Linked DNA regions of Rattus norvegicus: regions 1 and 2 are each linked to region 3. The links are chromatin contacts, called in public Hi-C maps. All regions are on one chromosome and are shown on one strand. The core of a region is the stretch at or near the end of the contact, and the rest is flanking DNA. Distances in the headings are between cores, read along the strand shown.

Region 1 (3,693 bases), core at 223-2,722, 500 kb before region 3:
ATTAAATTTTCCTCTCTGCGATGAACAAATTTCTGTCACCACTAAAGCAATTCAAAGATTATTTTGAATCAAATCATTTCTGATAAGGATAATATTGTTATATTTAATATCTAATTAAGAAACATATCGAAAGTATGGGTAAAGTCATTTGTTTTTAGCTCATACATCTTTTTAAATCTAAAAATTGTGCAAATCTTAATTGGAATATTAACAAAATATGTTTCAATTTTGAACTGTGAAACCTGCACATACTGATATTATCTAATTATTTCTTCCTTTAATAGTATGGCCATAAAGCAAACCCACAATGTCATTGCAATTTAAACAGTGAAATCTGAGTTTTTAAGTAGAAATTAAATGTTTGGATTTCTCAACCTAGTGTATTGCATATTAAACTTTAAAAATTGCATGTAAATACACTGATAAAAACAATCAACCTACCAAACAAACAAAAAACTACGTACAAAAATACTTAATTACTCAGACCAAAACCATGTAGCTCTCAACTTGACTAGGTAGTGAGTTAAATAAATAACCTGAGAACTCATTTTCAGAATCAAACTAAAAAAAAAAGTATTTTTCTGAACCTTCAGACATAAAAGCAAACTGTTGATGTTTTTCAACTCTTCAGGTGAAGTTTAGGGAAAGCCTCCAGAGCCTAAGACCTGTTTGAGGGTTCTTTTTAATTTTCATTTTGTTTTACATAAGCTAAAATTTCACTCCAAGTTGATCATTCTCTTCCAAAGTGCTATAAATGTAGGAGGAGGACTGAGAGCCCCACTGTATCTCGAAGTTACAGAGTAAAGCAGAAACCACAAGCCCAGGGTGAAGGTGGCCAGTGGGGGTGGTGCAGCCATTTCTTTGCTTCCTGTCTGACACTCATGCGTGACTGCAGAGGCTCTAACAACGGAGATGGGTCGTAAACAGCTTTAAATGATTAAAAGCGAGAGTTTATGAACCTTCCCCAAAACTGATGTTTTTAATAAAAATAAATTGCTACGTATTAATTATGTCAAAATCTCTAGGAATTTTGTTAGTTTTTAGGAGCAGAAAAATCGAAGAAGTGTCTAATCGGGAAGACAAGCGGCTTCCAGAGAAGAAGCTCCCCTCAAATCATGTCTGTACCTCACACTGCCCATCAGCTCTTCCAAGCCCTAATCACTGTAACTGCCTGGCACACTTCCATGGACTTTTTTTTTCTTTCATTTTTACAGTATTTCCGAACAGACTGACATATTTTGTTTACTGACAGCAACTAAAGCTTTGTGTAGGATCATAAATAAAGAAGATCGTGTTTAAAAATCACTAATATCATTTTAAAAGGTGCTGCAGCCTTGTGTTTTGGCCTCCGTTTGGCTGTGTTAGCCATGAATGACAGCTTCCCTGCTTGAAGCACACAGAAAGCACAGCCTTGCTCATTCACTGACAGGACTGTGGCCTTTTCACACGTTCCTTCCACAGCAGTGTTTGTCCCCAAACACTGGAACTCGACACAATGGCATTCCTACTCCAACACCCCCACCAACAGCACCAGTACGGAACAAGAATGCTAATGAGCTGGAGCTGGTCCTCATGAAAGTGTTAGCTGCATTTCATAGAGAAACGGTTATGCTCTTTCAAAGATTACCAATTAAACAGACACTGCTTAGCTCTCAGCGATTTCCAAGATGCTTCCACTCTTAAGAAAATACACGTGATAAATGTAAGAGTGAGTTGGCTTTAAGTTGTCCTAAATATAATATCTCATTCGAAGACTCATGAAGCAGTACATATTTAAGATCACTGCAAAGTAACGTGCTTAATTCAGCCACATGCTCTAATAGCCAAGTTAAAGTTTAAAATGAAAGAAAAAAATTAGTAGGCTCATAAATACAAAACCAGTGGCCCTGACTTTTCATTTAAAGTTAGAGTGTAACAATTTGTTTGAGAGAAGTTCCTTTGGGCTTGTAGAATTTTTAAACCCGCTAGAGTTTGACAGACAGCAAAACAATACGGTTTTCGTACGAGATGTCAGAAGTAGAATATACCAAACTGATGTCAAGATGTAATGGTCCTACAATCTTATAACCTTAAGATTTGTTAACAAAACAAGAGCCACCCTCATCCACGTTTCACCTGTCTAGTGATTCCCGAACAGGGTGAGACAGAAAACTAAAGAGAAATGGCTTTCTGGATGGTTGTGTGACGTAATGCAGCTCAAATAAAGCTTATTAATGCCGAGGGGGACCTGGATAGGAACCCCTCCTCTTAAGATAAAGATACTGCCAGGCTTACCAATGGCTGAAGGTGGTATTGTCACAGTACCTCTACAGTGAGTTTTTAAAGCCATGGAAAGGGGACACAACATGCATATAATTAAACATGTGTGACTAAAGAAATAGAAATTTTTGCAAATTTATGGCATGCCTCCTTGCCTTCATCCCTGTACTCTGACTTACATATAGTGTGACGTTTAACACGGTTACAACGCAGTAATAGAGCTGGAGGGAAAATAGCAAAGAAGCTAGCTTCTTAGGGATTCTTAAACTTAGGATAAGATTGAGATTCTTACAGAGTTTAGACGGACAGCCTGGAACAAATTAAAAATGTAAAATTTTGTTCATATTTACATTTAAGATTTAATAAATTATACTTGTAATTTTGACAAAGAGCTCTTTAAATGAAAGCAGCAATTCTCAAGGCATTCTTGGCACAGTGTACTGCACTGGAATTTAACATTTATTTAGCATTCTTTAGAGTGGCAGAAATAAGAGGTCTTGGCCCTTACTGTCCCGATATCTTCTGTCTTGCCAACCCTCACTTTCACTAAAACTTAGAAAGTGCTTATCTTCAGCTTTTATTAAAATGGTGCTTTTGTTGCATTAGAAAAGAGCCACTTGCTTTTTTTTTTAACACGAAACAACTTTAAACCCTTCAGTAAATGGAACACAAGTACAAAGGAACAAATTTAATTTGGCAAATCTTTCATTTATTTAATGAAATCATTATATGTTGAACATTAACTTTTAAGTATTAAATAATTAAAAGAATAAAATATTCCTTACACCGGTTTTGGTCTAATAGGACATTGAAAAAGTCTGGATTTGTAGTCAAATTGTCTATAGTAGTTATTAATCCTCTCTGATTCACTGTAATTAATTAAAAAGCAGACTAAGTACGCTTTTCCTTAAAAAGCCTGAGGCATGCTAAGAGGTCCTGAGAGCTTTGGTGAACTTTCCTCTGCCCATCGTGTGTTGCTCTTCTCCGAGCAGACGGCAGGAGGTGCTGTGTGAACACTGAGCCTGTCATCTCAAGCCCCATCTCCCTCCAGTTTTTCTGTGTGCAGTGAATAGTGAGATGCTTTCAAAATATTCATTTATCAGCGGCCAGTGGCCTGAGATAATGAGCCAAGTTCTAAAATGGAACCTCCAAGTTCACAATATAAACCCACCCTTACTTGACACAAAGGTTGACGTCACTTAAGTGTATGTTGGAAGATTTTTTTAAATGTTACAACTTTTTCTTGTAATTATCAAAATTGCAACATTCTGTTTACAATATAAATCCTTTTTTAAGTAAACCAAATGTCCCAAAATTAATTACAAAATTATACGTCTTCACACACACACACACACACACACACACACACACACACACACACGTGTGTGTGTGTGTATAAATAAATACACAAGTATAGAATGAATGCATAGAAAT
Region 2 (3,879 bases), core at 771-3,270, 310 kb before region 3:
AGACCATGCTGTAACATATAAAAACTATTTGAAACTAAATTTCAGCTTTTAGCATAGCTGTGCTTAATCATTAATGTCAGATCTCATGGTTTGCTCATGAAAGAAAGGAGTAGAATAAAGAGAGGCTTTATTGTCTGCCACACCTAAATTATTTACTATTTGGTCTCAGAGAAATCCACTCAAGACCAAACACAAACTTGAGATTATTTTTCATATTTCCTGCTGTGACTCCAACTGGTGTTAGTCTTCACTGGGAATAATGAAGGATAATCAAATGAAACAAAATATATTATCTGCCTAAAAGGAGCTTGACATCTAAACTATGAAGACTGGGAATCAAATAGGAATTCTTTATTTGCTATTAGAGAAAGAATCTACCATTTTAATAAAACGGACAAGATTGTATAAAAATCCAGTCTGGGTTTAAGCAAGTGCTTGGCAGTTATCTGGGTGTCTCAAAATATAAAGGTATGCACCGTACACACTGGTGACATATTTGAAATGACACCAAGCAACCTTCTTCAAATCTTTCTGGTTGATATGTTGTTAAACCACAAGGTTTGTTGCTTTCCTCCCCCACCCCCGATATGATTATTTATTATCTGTTTTGATTTTTTTATTATTGTTTGTTTTGCTGATGTGAACCCTGAACACCTGATTCTCCTTCTCCAACTCTTTAGGATTACAGGCTCCAGCCCAAGCCTGAATATGATGCAAAAAAAAAGGGGGGGGGGGAGAGAAAGGGAAAGAAAAAATATAAAGTGTTGTGATGAATTCACCTGTAAGTCTCAGTGACAGAAGGCAAAGGCAGACTTCTGTGAGTTATAGGCCAAACAGGGTTACAAAATGAGACTGTCTCAAAATGAATGAGTGAATGAATGAATGAATGAATCAATCAATCAATCCATGTATCATCCACCACTGTTGGCAGTTGGTACTGACTTCGGTCTCTTTTTAGTTCAAACACTGCCTATCTTGTATGTCTTCTAAAAATCACTTAATCAATTCTTCCTCCAGTTCTCATATGAAAAAAAAATATTTAAAAACAGCTCTGAATTATGGTTCTTTTTTCTGCCACAAAAAAAAAAAAAACCCTCATAGTATAGTAGGAACCCTCTTCATTCAGATTTCAAATTACTAGAAAAATAAGGTACAAATAAATCTAATTCTACTCAGATTTAGTGGGAGAGAAACTTCGATTAGTTTCTGTTATTTGCAGCTGCTTTGGAGAAGTGACAATTAAATGTGTGAACAAGGTTGTCAGAGTAACACTTGTCATTCACACTGCTTAGGAAAGACCCTCCGAGATTTCCAGAAACACTAATTAAAATTAAGAAAAGCTGCTCACGGGGACTTGTCAGAAAGCTATAGTCTGTGAGACCTGGGAAGAAAGCCCAATGGTCTCAAAGCTCATGAACGGAAGTTTTAAAGTATTAAGTTGACTATTAAACCCACGTAACCCTGAACTCTGACTTAAGCCCAAGAGCTCACCAGCCACTGAAGTCACTGATACCCCTTTCCAGACAACACAACCCTTCGGGAAAACTCGGTCTCTAGGAGGGGCAGTGGTGAGGGTGGTGGGGCTGAGGGATAACTTTCCTTAGAAACCAGAGAGATTAGAGAGGAGTCTCTCCTCTTTGCTAAAGAGCAGGGAAGAAGCGAGCGCCAAATCGCAGTGGCTTAAGAAGCCCTGCGGGCGAATCGCTTCTCCGCCCTTTTCTTTTAACTCCTAGTGAACTCGCAAACCATGAATGCCAAAGGACAGTACCCACCTGCGGCCCCAAACACCAACAGAAGTTCCTCACCCAGAACTCAGATGGACCGGGTTCACCTGGGCCGCTTACAATCCTCCGGCTTTACGTACCGCACTTTTCAGCAATAGGCTTTGCGATTGGTTGGTCAGCAAGGAAATCTCAGTTCTATTGGCTACCAATGGTGAGTAGGCGGGATTTTGGGGCTGACTCTGACAGGCCGACCGCTCGAGTTCCCAGAGTTCCGATTGGGTCATTTTAGGGGCTTCAAGATGGCGGCGGCAGCCACCTGCGGCGCGGGTACCCTCAGCTCCGAATGTGTGGCTTCCGAGGCGGGCCAGAGCCGCACCTCTAGCTTCCAGAGGAGAGGCAAGGCTTCTGGGGCCCCCGGAGGGGGTCCCCGGCTGCTGTCCATCGCAGGCACGCGACCGTCGGTGCGGAATGGACAACTGCTGGTGTCAACCGGGCTCCCAGCCCTGGACCAGCTTTTAGGTCGGTTCAGAATAAAGATGTGGGGGCATTCTAGGGAAAACTTGGGGTGGGACTCCAGAAGCACCCACACCCATTTCCTTTTTCCCTTTCCTCTTCACAAGCATGGTCAGGATAGCCTGTTCTGACAGGGAGGAAAACTGGGGGAGGAAACTTGGATGGAGACGTCTTAAGAGCTGTGCACTAAGCCCGCCTTAAGACCCAAGATTCCTAACTCCACTCTGCCCAGCACCTCATTTCCAGATGACCATGGACTCCCTACATGCTTTTACCCTAAATGATTACTGATGGAAAAAAAAAAGGGGGGGGGGAATTAGCTTGTAGGATCCTCTGGTGGTATCTTAGAACACCCTCCTTCCAACCCCGGGTAACTTAAAGCTGGGACTAACCCACAAAACTTTTTAGCGTTTTAAAGAAAGGTTTCTTTAGAAAAAGCTGAAGGTATTGCCCTCTTTTCTGCCGCCTGACTACTCATCTCTTTAAATCTTAAAGTGGTGTGGCTCTAAAGAGTGCATGTTAAGGATGCCTGTTGATTCAAAGGAATGACAGTCCTTGATATTCAGATAGTTCTGCACTCTGCCCCGCCCCCTTCCCCGTGTCTTAAATTTGTTATCATCTCTGGAATCTTTTACGCAAAGCCTACTGAAGAATATACTTGTTTCATAGAACTGATTTGTTGAAAGGGTTGAGTAGATTAGGTTGGTAGGACAGGCTACATTTCTGTTTGAATGCTGCTTCATAAAAACAGATGTGTGTTGACATCTTGCAACCCTTTTTCGTAGTGTTTACCATATGTCGTTTAAATCTGGTACATTTGCATGATATATTGCATTTGCCATTGCTTATTCTTGTTCTTCACTTGACATTTTCTCCGGGTTTTTTCCAGGCTTTTCAGGTAAGTTTAGCAAAGAGGAAAATAACAAGTCAAGGAACTTACCAGAAACAGCATGGTTTCTTGAGTCTATTATTTCATGTTCTAAATGTATCTTGATTGTTTTCTTTAAAAATTTAAAGTAGTTTCACATAATTGTTTCAAACCCATTCATGTGTATGAGACTAGAAATATGATGCTAAATGCATAGTCGGCTAATATTTATTTCACTTTTTTTTTCTCGTTATTCTAGTTTTGAACCCAAAGCTTAGAAAAGTTGGTCAGTTTTAGTGAACTCTCATCCAGCAGAAATTAATCTGTAAGCTTTAGTGACAGCAGATCTTTCCCATCAGTCTAACCTATCTCTTCTACCCCTTAAATGTCTATATTTTTTTAATTAAATGGGAATAGGTGCCTTTATTCAGTTGATAATAATCAAACTCTTCAAACAAAAGGACAGCATTTTCAGTAGTGTACCTTCATTTCCTCATTAGAATAGCAAATTGTGCTTAGACCAGAGCCTGGTACTTCATAAGTTCTTGATAAGGTTTTGACTGAAAGGAGGAAAAGAAAGCCTAAGCAAGAAATAGTGAAGTGCGAAAAGTGGAGTTTGGCATTTAAGCTCCAAAAATTGATTCAGAAATTTAATGGTATGAGTAGTCACAAAACTCCCAACCATCCGAACTCAATGCAGCTTCAGATTTAATCATCTCTACATTTCCATCACAGCTATTGCTAATTTTTGAGAATTATTTTCAGGGAGTTTTG
Region 3 (3,940 bases), core at 227-2,726:
GTCTGCAGAAGCCTGGGTGCAGAGAGTTGGTGCAGTTTTGACAAGATGCTCACGGAGGTTCAGTGACTAGTTTTAATTAGGCCATCTTTGTTTATGTTTGATGTTTATCAGCTAATTGGCATGGCAAGGTGTGAGTCACACAGCTTTCCCCTGGCGTGGAATCAGTTTGTCAGAGGAAAGGCCAGGAGAACAAATGATCCCAATTATGAGAGAACCCACTGGGCTAATTATCATCCCACTAAGGACAGAACATCCCCCTCCTGCTCCTCCTGCTGCGCCTGCACCAAGTGCTCAGGATCCCCCCACCCCACCCCCCTCAGCCTCTTCCAACCCAGGAAGTCAGGATCTAGGCCCAGCTGGCTACCTGGAGATTTATTCTCTCCAATTCAAAACCTACGCGCTCCTTCCACTTAGACACGCTAAGGCAATAGCTCTCCTGGAGTCCAAGTTCGTTCTTCCCTTTAGACTTTGCCACAGAAGTAGCTCTATGTAGTTTTTATAATTATTTTCTCAATAACATAATTGGTTTTGTTATACTCACTCTTTTTGATGGAAGGGTCCGAGTGGAGATGGGGACTTTACAGTAATCGATTGGTTCAAGGGCAATGGCTGCAGTTGGCTTTGAACTCTTGTGATCTCTCAGCATCATCGATCTTGACCAGTACAAGATCCCCGGAGGCTCAGACAACCCAAGCATCAATCAATCAGGATTCTTCAGGTAGATTTTTCTGGAGTGACTCTCCCTGTAACTATAGAGGTACTAGAACAATACCATCCAGAACTTTCTGTGACAATGGAAATGACCATCTACTGGCATATTCAGGCAGTATTTATTAGCCACATGTAGCTATCTAGCATAACGATCGTGAAGGGTTGAATTGTGGGATTGACTTTTTCTTTGTATTGGGTTTTAATCGAAAGAGCCACGCGGGGCTAACTGCGACCTTTGCTGGACAGCACCTGCTTGACTGCGGTCTTCCCGAAGGCAGCGATTCCTCAGGAGCCTGCACCTGTGGCTTTTCTACTCCTCAGTTCCTGCCTCCCAAAGGGCAGCGGGCAGCGCAGGGCTCCTGGTTCTCGGCAGCTTCCTGGCTGGTCACCGAGGCCCCTCCGGCGGAGGGCTCGTGCGGAGGAATGCGGTTTGGCTGCCCTTGAGATGAATGATGATCGAGGACCTTTGGAATGTCCACAAAGCCCCCACACTCTAGGCCTCCTCTGTCTCTTTCCCTCACCGGGGTAACAGATGGCCCCGGCTTTCACCAGCCGGGCCCGAGCACATTGTCACTCCCAGCTGAAAGTGAAATATTCAGTGGCATTTAAATTAAATAGACTCTAATGCTTCAGTAATATTAATTACGTTTTCATTCATCCCTAGCCTAATAAATCAATGCGTAAAGAGGGGATGCTCGGGAGGTTGGCAGCCGAGTGGGGCCACTGGGCCTTTGTGTGAGGCCGCACACAATGCCCCCATTCTTAGAGGGCCCTGCTTGCCCCTGCAAACATCTGTGCTTAGCGCCTCTTGAGGAGGAGCCAAAGTGGTAACATTTACACTCTGCGTCCAATTTGTCCCTGGTCCCTGCACCAGGGCCTGAGTCAGGCAAACGTAAAGCCAGAGTCACAATACACACTACATTTAGAGCGACTGCTGCTGCTGCCACTACTGCTGCTGCTGCTGCTGCTGCTGCTGCTGTGTCTGTACAACTAAGGGGATTAGGAAATTGGGAGCGGGGAGAGCTAGGGAACTGGTGGGGAGAGAGGTGTCTGCTGGTGCTAGGATCTCTCTCCTAGCTGCAGCCAAGGAAGGCAGGAGACAAGCTAGCAAGCAAAGACAGGACAGAAGAGGAAGGAAAGAGGAAAGGAAGGAGAGGAAGGAGGGAAGGAGATCAGGAAGTTATTATTGAATGAGCTAGCATTTCGTAGGGACAGTAACCAGGTGTTTAATGCCTTCTAATGCTCTCTTAACATGAAATAGCAACTGTAAAGAGCACAGTAGTTACTTAAACTTATTGGTAGAAATTAAATAATTTGCCTATGTTTGCTGCCCGCCTCTGCTACTGGGAGCCATGCTTCCCACCTCTGAATTTTACTTGGAAGAAAGGAAGGGATGGATGTTGGGGATATGGTTTAGGTTGGGGGCAAAGGGCTGATGTTTGAGAAGTTTCCAGCATCGCCCTGGTTTCTGTGGCTCTCAGCTTTGGGGAGGTCCTGTCCCCAGCAAGCAGTGGCCCCACCCGCTCTCAGCTATACATATGTAAAAGAAGCCAGTAAAACAGTCCAGAGGGCCTGCCCTCCTAAATCTTCAGGCTACAAAACCTCCCTCTTGTGATGCTTCAAAGCTGCCCAGAGCTACCAGTTTACCCCTAGAAGTCCCTACTCAATGCCTCTGATTGGAAAATAAATAACCTTGCCCGTAAAAAGTGTGGGCCAATTGTTGGTCCAGGAATGGGAAAGGGCCGTGTGCATCAGTGTGTGGAGCTCTGGCCTCTCCTCATTCCTCTACCAGATGCGGGCTGTGGCGATAGCAATGGTTTCTCACGAAAGTTTAGAATAGTGCACTTAGGCATTCAATAAACCACTCAGCAAACACTAGGCACACAATCCTAGAAAGTCACAGTAGCACTGGACATGAGAGGGGAAGGGAGTATATCACCTGGACGCCTTTCTGTCTAGACAATGCGTTCTACTGTGTCTTAACAGAAACTGGGTCACTAGAGAGCATACTTCTTTGTGACTTGATCCTGCCCCCAGCTAATATGACTCAAGGATGTTTAAATGCCATTAAACACATACCTGTACCATAACATTTTAAATGATGACGTTTGCAGATTACAGCTGAAATGATATTATTTAACCAACCCCTAATTGTCATATTCTTGATTTTCTTTCCTCCTTCTTTCCTCTCACATATATTATCACACACTTCCTCATGGCTAAATTTTGATGCATATTTCTGAGTGTTCTCTGTGTTGTTGTTTGTTTTATTTTGAGACAGGGATTCAAAGAGCCCAGGATGGCTTCCAAGTTACTAAGTAGCCAAGGATGATCTCTCTCTCTCTCTCTCTCTCTCTCTCTCTCTCTCTCTCTCTGTGTGTGTGTGTGTGTGTGTGTGTGTGTTTGCACACATGCATGTGTTAATGTATATGTGGAGGCAAGATGTTGGCACTGGGCTATTCTTCAATCAACTTTCCACCTTATTTTTAGAGAGAATGTCTTTATTTAACCCAGAACTCGCCCATTTGGCTACATTGGTTGACCAGCGAGCCTCAGGGAGCCACCTGTCTCTACCTCTACAGTGCCTGGTTTGCAGGTATAAAATACTGCACCTAGCTTTCACACGAATATTGGTGTACTGGCTAATCTCATGTCAACTTGACACACAAGCTAGAGTCATCTGAAAGGGAAGAAACTTACTTGAGAAAATGCCTCCATAAGATCTGGCTGTAAGACATTTTCTTAATTAGTTATCTGTGGGGGAGGGCCCAGTCCACTGTGGATGGTTCCATCCTGGGGCTGGAGGTCCTGGGTTCTATAAGAAAGCATGTTGAGCAAGTTATGGGAAGAAGCCAATAAGCAGTACCCCTCCATGGCCTCTCTATCAACTCCTGACCTCAGGATTCTGTCCTGTTTGAGTTCCTTTCCTGACTCCCTTCAATAATGAACAGTGCTGTGGAAGTGTAAGCCAAATAAAATAAACCCTTCCTTTCCCAAGTATCTTCAGTCATAGTGTTTCATAACAGCAACAGAAATCCTACGATCAATTTCAGTGTCTCGCCTTCACAGAAAGCACTTTACTCTCTGAGCTGTCTCTCAGGCCCTGTTTCTGAGTCTTCTATTAGAATTATCGAAGAGAAAGTGCTAAGTCAAAGTAAATGCACACATATTTTGAGAGAAGTCCTGACTGTGTATTTTTGGTCTTTAAAAACCGATTTGAGGGCTGGAG

Evidence for each region. Hi-C and Micro-C count contacts between places; a contact is called where the count stands out from the background.
Region 1: a Hi-C map of Schwann cells shows a contact between it and region 3, with 6 times the contacts expected there. The contact joins two enhancer-like sites. A contact is called at or near these places in 7 of 12 Hi-C or Micro-C datasets (the A7r5 cell line, the Rat2 cell line, Schwann cells and 4 more).
Region 2: a Hi-C map of Schwann cells shows a contact between it and region 3, with 2.6 times the contacts expected there. The contact joins the promoter of Elp4 here to the enhancer-like site in region 3. A contact is called at or near these places in 3 of 12 Hi-C or Micro-C datasets (the A7r5 cell line, Schwann cells and frontal cortex).

What each region holds. Positions count from the first base shown.
Region 1 is chr3:113,023,075-113,026,767 of GRCr8, reverse strand. It overlaps the pseudogene Dcdc1-ps1. Among named protein-coding and RNA genes, the nearest start is that of Dcdc1, 47 kb to the right of the region's middle. Within about 2 kb of position 1,472, at least 11 of the 93 cell types and tissues checked have an H3K27ac peak or open chromatin away from gene starts, as enhancers often do. A contact at or near this core is called in Schwann cells, where this site is marked.
Region 2 is chr3:112,838,104-112,841,982 of GRCr8, reverse strand. Elp4 (elongator acetyltransferase complex subunit 4) reads left to right here and starts at 2,020. Exons shown (of 10, transcript NM_001115047.2): 1 at 2,020-2,243. The coding sequence starts at 2,024. It overlaps Immp1l (inner mitochondrial membrane peptidase subunit 1), which reads right to left and starts at 1,844. Exons shown (of 7, transcript NM_001399642.1): 1 at 1,773-1,844.
Region 3 is chr3:112,524,932-112,528,871 of GRCr8, reverse strand. No RefSeq gene overlaps it. Among named protein-coding and RNA genes, the nearest start is that of Pax6, 64 kb to the left of the region's middle. Within about 2 kb of position 1,476, at least 9 of the 93 cell types and tissues checked have an H3K27ac peak or open chromatin away from gene starts, as enhancers often do. A contact at or near this core is called in Schwann cells, where this site is marked.